Linked DNA regions of Anas platyrhynchos: region 1 is linked to region 2. Evidence: chromatin contacts called from public Hi-C data. All regions are on one chromosome and are shown on one strand. The core of a region is the stretch at or near the end of the contact, and the rest is flanking DNA. Distances in the headings are between cores, read along the strand shown.

Region 1 (3,950 bases), core at 1,221-3,720, 56 kb after region 2:
ACATATTAATTTTTCATTGCCATGACAATAACAATAAGTAAAAAGGAATGGACTATGTCAAAAGTTGTATGCCAGTGCAACCTACACTGTCAGATGTGTTCACTTCCCTGTAAATTGTAATTCTTCATGCCACATTGTTGAACAAACCCAAATCTGAATACCTAGTGTACTAAGGGGTCATTAAAATAAAAAGTCGTGGTAAATGCAGTATAAAATAGATTTCTGCAACTCACAAGAAAGATCTCTCTGACCTTCATTATATATATATATATATATATATATATAAAGACTTAAGGTTAAACCTTGCATGCCAGTTATTTCACATATCTGTTTTCGATTGCAGAAGATGCACTTTACAACTGCTCTCCTAAAATCAATATTGCTGACCTTTCAGAGTCTGAACCCTACCCAATCAAAGAAGAAGCCTTCTAAATCACTGTTTATTTTTAGAAACTTGAACTGCTTTATGTGGAAGCTGTCCATAGTCTGTGATGTCACAGATTTATGTTTACAGCTGTGATACAGTAATGCATAAAATGCCAGTGAAATGATAATTTCACAGTGAGGGCTCTGCTGAACTATTAGCAGCACTCTATAGGACTGAAGGAAACCTGAAGCATTTGTGCTAATGCTGATCACAGATTCCAGAGTGAAAATAACTACCTCAGTCTGGAACATTTTCCAAGTAAAATAACAGTGTCTGCATTTGTTAGGTTTTAACACCCATCCTAAGAACCCTGTGCAAAACAAACACGATGTCAGGTAACCTAAGGACAGAGTAAAATTTGTGGGATAGAGATTCCAAAGTAAATACTGTGATTTGAAAATGTGAGAAACACTATTTTATTTTATTTTTTTTAATGCGCTTAAATTCAGCTTTTCAGCATAACTTCAGCACAGTTCAAAACTGACCAGCAGATAACTTTAATACAGGGCAACTGCAGTCTTGCTGCTAATAACAGCCTCAGTCACTGTTCTTGAAACCCCAACTGCCTCTTGATTTACGTGTCTGTGCTGGAAAGCCTCTGACCCTATTCCTAAAACCAAAATAACATACGGCCTGTGCAGCAAACTGAAATCTCTCTGGAGTCACAGAGTAATGCCATGTTTCAGTCAAAGATTTTAGGATTCCTCTGTTAGCAACACCACACTGAGGAGCTGGTAATGGAGATGTGCTTGCACATATGCCACTGTCATTAGATCACTCATTTGTTTGTACACAGACCTCAGACTTTCGAGCTTAGTATATTTTTAGCTGGACTCAGATGATCCTGCCAGACTCACTATCCCTCACCACGCTAATTATTGCTCAGCACTCTGCTCCAGCTGACTTACCTTTCTCACTGCCTGTGTGTCACTGACAGGGAAGAAGCAGCGAGTGCTGCTTGCTGAGACCTCCTTGTATCTTCCTGGCTGTGTTTTACTCAGTTTGTGTGGAGAAATCCCATTAACAACTGCCGAAAGGAAGCTGCTGGTCATGAGAGGAGTCAGGGTCTGGCAGAACAGACAGACAGCCACCACTAAGGCCAGGAGGAAGGGGCGAGGGCGACAAAGCCTGCGGCACCTGGGGACTTGCCCACAAACCATGGCCTCACTTCACCCTTTGCCACATTGCAGATGCATTCGAAGTAGCCACGTTCTCACAAGTTAAAAAAAAAAAAAAAAAAGTGAAAGGCAGGCTTTATCCAAAACTAGTGAGGACTTTCTCCATTTCTGCTGCTGAGTCCTTTCTTGGTGCCTGGCAAGAAGTTACAGGATCCAGAGGAGCATGGGCTTGTAAGGTATCCTCCCATGGGGTTTATGGGAATAACCTGTGGAAAAAAATAAAAAATAAAAGTGAGGAGGAAAGAACAGCAGCATGCCATGGGGTCCTTCGCAGGGAGCTGTAACAAGCCCTTCCACACCGCACTCCCAGGAGGAGAGACCTGGTAGCAGACAGGTGAGGAGCAGAAATCCTCAGTCCCAGCTTGCAAAAGGAGCTATTCAGCCAGACAGCAGCATCCAAGAAATCAAGAGGTTAAAGCTGAAAGCATTCTGTCCACATCTGAAGAGAGTAAGAGAGTGTACCAACCTCGTGAACGATCGTTTGCTGTTTTTTCTCTCTTGCATTCTCAGTTCCTACTTTGTTTTTAGTTTCCTTCAGTCCAGACCTTTTAAATTGCCTCTTTCCTGTCAGCATGCACCAATCTCTGCCTAAAAGTGATCATTTATCTGAAAACTGACAGACTACAAAAATTTTCCTTTGCATTTGTTGTGTCCAGACTGCAAGCTCAAAGTTGCATTTACTTACTCAGCTCTTATCCTGTTAGAAGTTTCCCGTTCCCCTCTAATGGGCTGCTGATTAAAACCACTTGGAACAACCCTGGCTCATGATCCCGGCTCGTCTCACACACTCAGAAGGCAGGCACACGCACATACACACGCCATCTGAAGCCAGTTGGACCACAGATTTCATATAAATAAAGGCTGGACTGCTCAGAGGGTGGGGCTAAGCTAGCTGCGCTCCGGGCAGGCACGGGGCTCGGAGACGCAGCCTGAGATCCGGATGGGGAACAGGAGGTGTCCTTGCTCACGCTGCATGCCTCGAAGCCACCATCACTGCAATTTTTAGAAAACTGCTGTTACAGCAATCGGGCTAATTGAAACCATAAAAATATCTTGAAGGCAAGTAGAAATCTGAGCAGCACCTGCAATATTTTACTCTAGATTAACAAAAATGTTGTAAAATGAAGCAGATTTACTCTGACGTGACACTGACAAAGCAGTTGTCAGTACTTTTCCATAGTAGATATAATGTCTCATCACAGTGTATAAATAAAAGTTCTTACTAATGTTAAAGAGGGAAAGAAAAGAGGGCAGACAAAAATACTCCGACGAAAGCACTTAGCATCTAAGCCACAGAAGGTCTTAGTTACTACTTCCCCCTGCTGACACAGGACAGGGACGAGACAGATGGGAACAGTTGAGGAACTCTGTTGTCTTTATAGACCTAAACTTCTCATATAATCCAGTTCCTTTAGCTAAAAATATCTGTGTACAAGTCATCTATGTTACCCTTCATCCTTAGCTATTTTTGAAAAGAAAGAGTTCTTCCTACGCTGCTTCATATATAAGAAATGAGTGTTGTTAAATTATGATAACCCTGGGCCAATATACAAAATGCAACAGCAGCAGCAGTATTACCAAGCCAGAGGCCTGTATACAGCACTGAGGAGTAGAGCATATATTTGAAATGTTGGTATTTATTCAGCTTTTGTATCCTTTTTTTTTTCCCCCGAGCGAAAGCCATTAATTTGCACATGTAAGAATGCCATACAAGTGATTCAACACCTCATGCAGAACCTCAGCTGTCAGAGGCATTGCATTTTAGCATTGTCTGGGGCTGTGGTTGTCTAAATTAGATCCCTAGGTTATCCTGGGCAGAGAAGAAGTACAAAACTTGTAGTGCCCTCCAGTGATAGACACTTCCCATCCACGCAGCAGCTGAGATCTCTGCTCTGCAGAGACATGTTGCTTGTGCTCCCTCCTTCCCTGCACACCAGTTCGCATCCTCAGTCCCTGCTCCTCCAGCCTGTGTTTGTTGCAAAGCCTCTGACAAGCCAACAAATGTGACTGGTGTGTTCTCTGCAGCTGATTTCAGGGTAGGTCAATGCCATATAATGGAGAGGGTACCCAGGGAGCTGGTACTTTCAAAGGAGCATTGCAGAGACTCTACAGCCAGCCTGGAAGCTACGGTAACCCCAGCAGCAGCAGAGGGGAAGCACAGAAGAGTTGCCATATTGTTTGAAGAGATTGCCCTGTGGTTTTTGGCATGCCCTGATTTCTGGGACCACAACCATCAGCTGTGTGGGTGGCATTTACATGGTTGTCAACTTCTCGCAAATTTTTAGTGAAGGAATTTGTCAGAGCTTTCCATGCTATTGCTAGAAGACTTTGCTAAAAGAGGTTAA
Region 2 (3,484 bases), core at 758-3,257:
ACACACAAACAAGAATCTCTTTGACTATATCAATGGATGTATCTAGGTATCTAAAGTGTCTACAAAAATGTAGACTGATTCCACATACAAGGCCTGAAAAAAAACAGATTTTGAAATTAAACTATTTCCTGTATTGTCTGCTAGCACAGACAAACCTCTTCACAGATCACAGTATATAGAAAAAAAAAATATATATATATATGTAATAGGAGAAAAACTACTCCTAATCAAAAACAATGGCTCTAGAATACATCTCAACTGTGCAGTAATTTATCATAAGCTGATAGTGTTAGCTTTAGGTAGGTCTGTTTAGTCCACCTGTGGTTTATTCTTATATATCTTATCATTATGAAGGGGGAAGCCAAGATGTTATTCAGCTGTTTTATACAGTAAATTTCAAATTAATGTATATATATTTTCTTTGCATAAGATATAATAAAGAAATAGTATCTAAAAGGTGTGGAAAACAACAACAATAAATCCTCTTGTCCCTCAGCACTGTTTAAGCGTACTTACTCAGAAGATATTCTTTATTTATCAAGTTCAGTGGACACTGTCCACCTATTTCAGTGTTTGCTCCTGGATGTCTTATTTTAAATCTTTGCTGGTGAATAAAGGAGAAAAGACCCTCTGAGAAAACTTTTCTCTAAAGATCCTTGCTGTTAACACTAAGTCCAAAGCTTATTGATGTCACTGATTATTGATGTTCACTAGCTTCAGCAACCACTAAATTGGGTCCTTTGAATGGGTCCGAACTAATGATTGATTCCCAATGCAACATCAACTTCTTAGTAGAAAAGTAAAGGTGATTTACTAACAACATTTCCCAGCTTGCTGTGAGAAACAAATGTGAATCAGCTTGATTAAGGGAAGCTGGAAGGCAGAAAGGGAATCAGGGTAACAGGAGATAGGGCAGGGAAAGTTGGGAACCACGTGGAGACATGTTTACAAAGCTGCTTGGATTGAAGAGCCAGTGCGAGAAGATCTATGAACCAGAAGAAAAACAGAGAGCTAAGGGCCTAGATTAGTGTGTTGATTTATTTATGACATACCTACTTGTTATAAAGAATAATCAGTCTAGAGCTGTTACCAAAGAAACTCGGATATTCTTGTTGAGAAGAGCAGAAAAGAGCTCTAGGTAGAATTTTAACTCTATTTGTACACTACCTGACAAATTGGCACAGACGTGGAGAGGGTAAAGAAGGAAGGATTAAAGGATTACTCATTCTTTCTCTGAAGACAAGAATCAGGGACATGAAATTAATAATCAGGTTAAAGTTTCAAAGAAAAAAAAAAAGAAATCTACATAATTAATCTCTAGAGACTCATTGCTGCAGGTTGTTGGGAAGACCAAAAGCACAAACGGATTCAAAAATCCATTAGAGAGCTCCATAGCATTGAAGTCCACTGGAGTTTATTATATAAAGATATACATGTATATTCCATTTCAGTGTGTCTTACCTTGCAGGTTACCAGAAGCAGGTACAGTCTGCCTAAATATTAATGAGTACCTTTCTATAACAGATACAGTATGTCAGATAAGCATAGCTTTGATATTCCTCAGTCCAAACAGACTTTTTTTGTAATATTAGTAAAAAGAGAAATTATAGGGTTCTACATGTTATAAGGACAGAAAACAGAGGCAGCACTTATGTTATGCTCAATCTCCCAGGAGCGGAACCATTAGCGAATTTGATTCTCTGCGCAGGCTGTTTGTAAGAATAGTGAAATGCACATGCTAAGTTCTTACAGCACCTAATGCACACATTTAATTTTTCTTTCCAAATAACCTTGCAATCTTTTTAAGAGTTGATGGTAATTTTCTTTTGCATTTGCTCTTGCTAGGTGTCAGGGCAGCAACTGGTAACCCAAAAAGAAAACAGAGCAAAAAAATCCTGAGTCTTTCTACTGTTTTTAAGCATTTTGCTCTTTATCTGCATGAATGTTTGCATTCTGTTTCATATTCATCTTCGAATTTTACTTGAAGTAGTATCAAAATTGGCCACTTGAGGGCAATACTGCAATCTAATTTTCAACATTCTGCTCTAAACCAGACCTCCATGTCATATTAAAAGACGTATTTCCTGGATATTTGAGGGTCCAGTTTTATTTGCATATAGATTAAGTATGAAAAATATTTGTCTTTACTCAATTTTTCAAATGCTAATACATTAGAAAGAGAATTTCAGTGAAAGTTATAGTGACTTATACCACAGAAAGCTTAAGCAACAGCAAACAGCTTTAATGTATTACATTTTCTTCACTGCAAAACTTGAAAATCACTTAAAATGATAGTTTCAACTAAGGGTATCTGGGTCTATGCACATACACCAGTCAATGAATTCAAATCCAGGAGGCACCTGACATATTTCAGTTGAGCAAATGGACAGTGAGCCAGAGAGGGGGCAGTTCAAAGCAGCCCACAACACATTCACAGGTGACACAGGATGAGGCACCTCTAGAGTCTACAAAAATGCATCCATAGTTATGAACTGGGACTGAGCTGGGAAAGGCTAGTGGCTGAGCAAAGGAGATAATTTATAGTGTGATAAACCTGGAGATAAGTAACCATATAAGAGTGTCTTACACACCAGCTTCTATAAAACCGAAGTTTATTCATAGGTCACCTTTTTGCACAATACACAAGCATAGGCCAATAATATGAAGGCGATTATTGTACACGTTGACAATGACCCCTCCTTTAATTGGTACCATATGCAAAATTAAAATCTTCTATTTTATTAATAATTTTTCAAAGCACAGATGGTCTAAATAAAGGGTTTCCAATTTTCCTCAAGGAAATAAAGCTATTATGCAAGCTTCGTAGCAAAACATTAATGTGGCAGAAAGCCATTCCCTGCTTCTTTCCAACCAGGGCCCAAATCTAGAGTTGCACTTTTGTCACTCCTTAATGACACACAAAATCCTAACGCCAATTAAATATTTAGCTTCTTTTGCTTTCTGAATCAAGTTAATAAAATCTGCATAATCTCTTTCCTCCCCCTCCCCACAAAAAAAAAAAAAAAGAAAGAAAAAAAAAAGAGGCAGCTGGTGTGTACAATGCACTTAAGCTCCTCCTGAACTGTCATTTGACTAATGCTTATTCAAGAATTCATTGTTAAGTCTTGTCACTCCAATTGGGATAAGCAAATTTGAACAGTAAGAGTCACTTACAATAGTTTTCTAACAAAGAAGCAGTGGAGAATGTATTATTTAACTCATTAAATTTATTATTTTCTTTACACGGTTTCTCTAAATCATTTGGTATCATTTGGTATCCAGTCTTGAAAAATGCCTTCTTCACATTTACATACCACATTCTGGTTACTTCCAGCAAAGGTAAAGGGTTATTGTGCATAGGAGATCAAATATCCTGAATTTGCATTAATAAAGTTGTAACTAAGTCAACCACAGTTGTGGATCTATTTCTTACTCATAATGGTTTAATTACACCGGTAAAAGAATATTTGCTGACAGATATCCA

Evidence for each region. A called contact is a pair of places that touch in the nucleus more often than the background predicts.
Region 1: a Hi-C map of subcutaneous adipose tissue shows a contact between it and region 2, with 2.0 times the contacts expected there. The contact joins the promoter of CPED1 here to the enhancer-like site in region 2. A contact is called at or near these places in 4 of 8 Hi-C or Micro-C datasets (liver, skeletal muscle, small yellow follicle and 1 more).

What each region holds. Positions count from the first base shown.
Region 1 is chr1:24,622,004-24,625,953 of IASCAAS_PekinDuck_T2T, forward strand. It overlaps CPED1 (cadherin like and PC-esterase domain containing 1), which reads right to left and starts at 2,471. Exons shown (of 24, transcript XM_005013138.6): 1 at 2,291-2,471; 2 at 1,336-1,811. The coding sequence starts at 1,587.
Region 2 is chr1:24,566,359-24,569,842 of IASCAAS_PekinDuck_T2T, forward strand. All of the region lies in intron 7 of CPED1 (cadherin like and PC-esterase domain containing 1), which reads right to left. Among named protein-coding and RNA genes, the nearest start is that of CPED1, 56 kb to the right of the region's middle. Within about 2 kb of position 2,008, at least 1 of the 8 cell types and tissues checked has an H3K27ac peak or open chromatin away from gene starts, as enhancers often do. A contact at or near this core is called in subcutaneous adipose tissue, where this site is marked.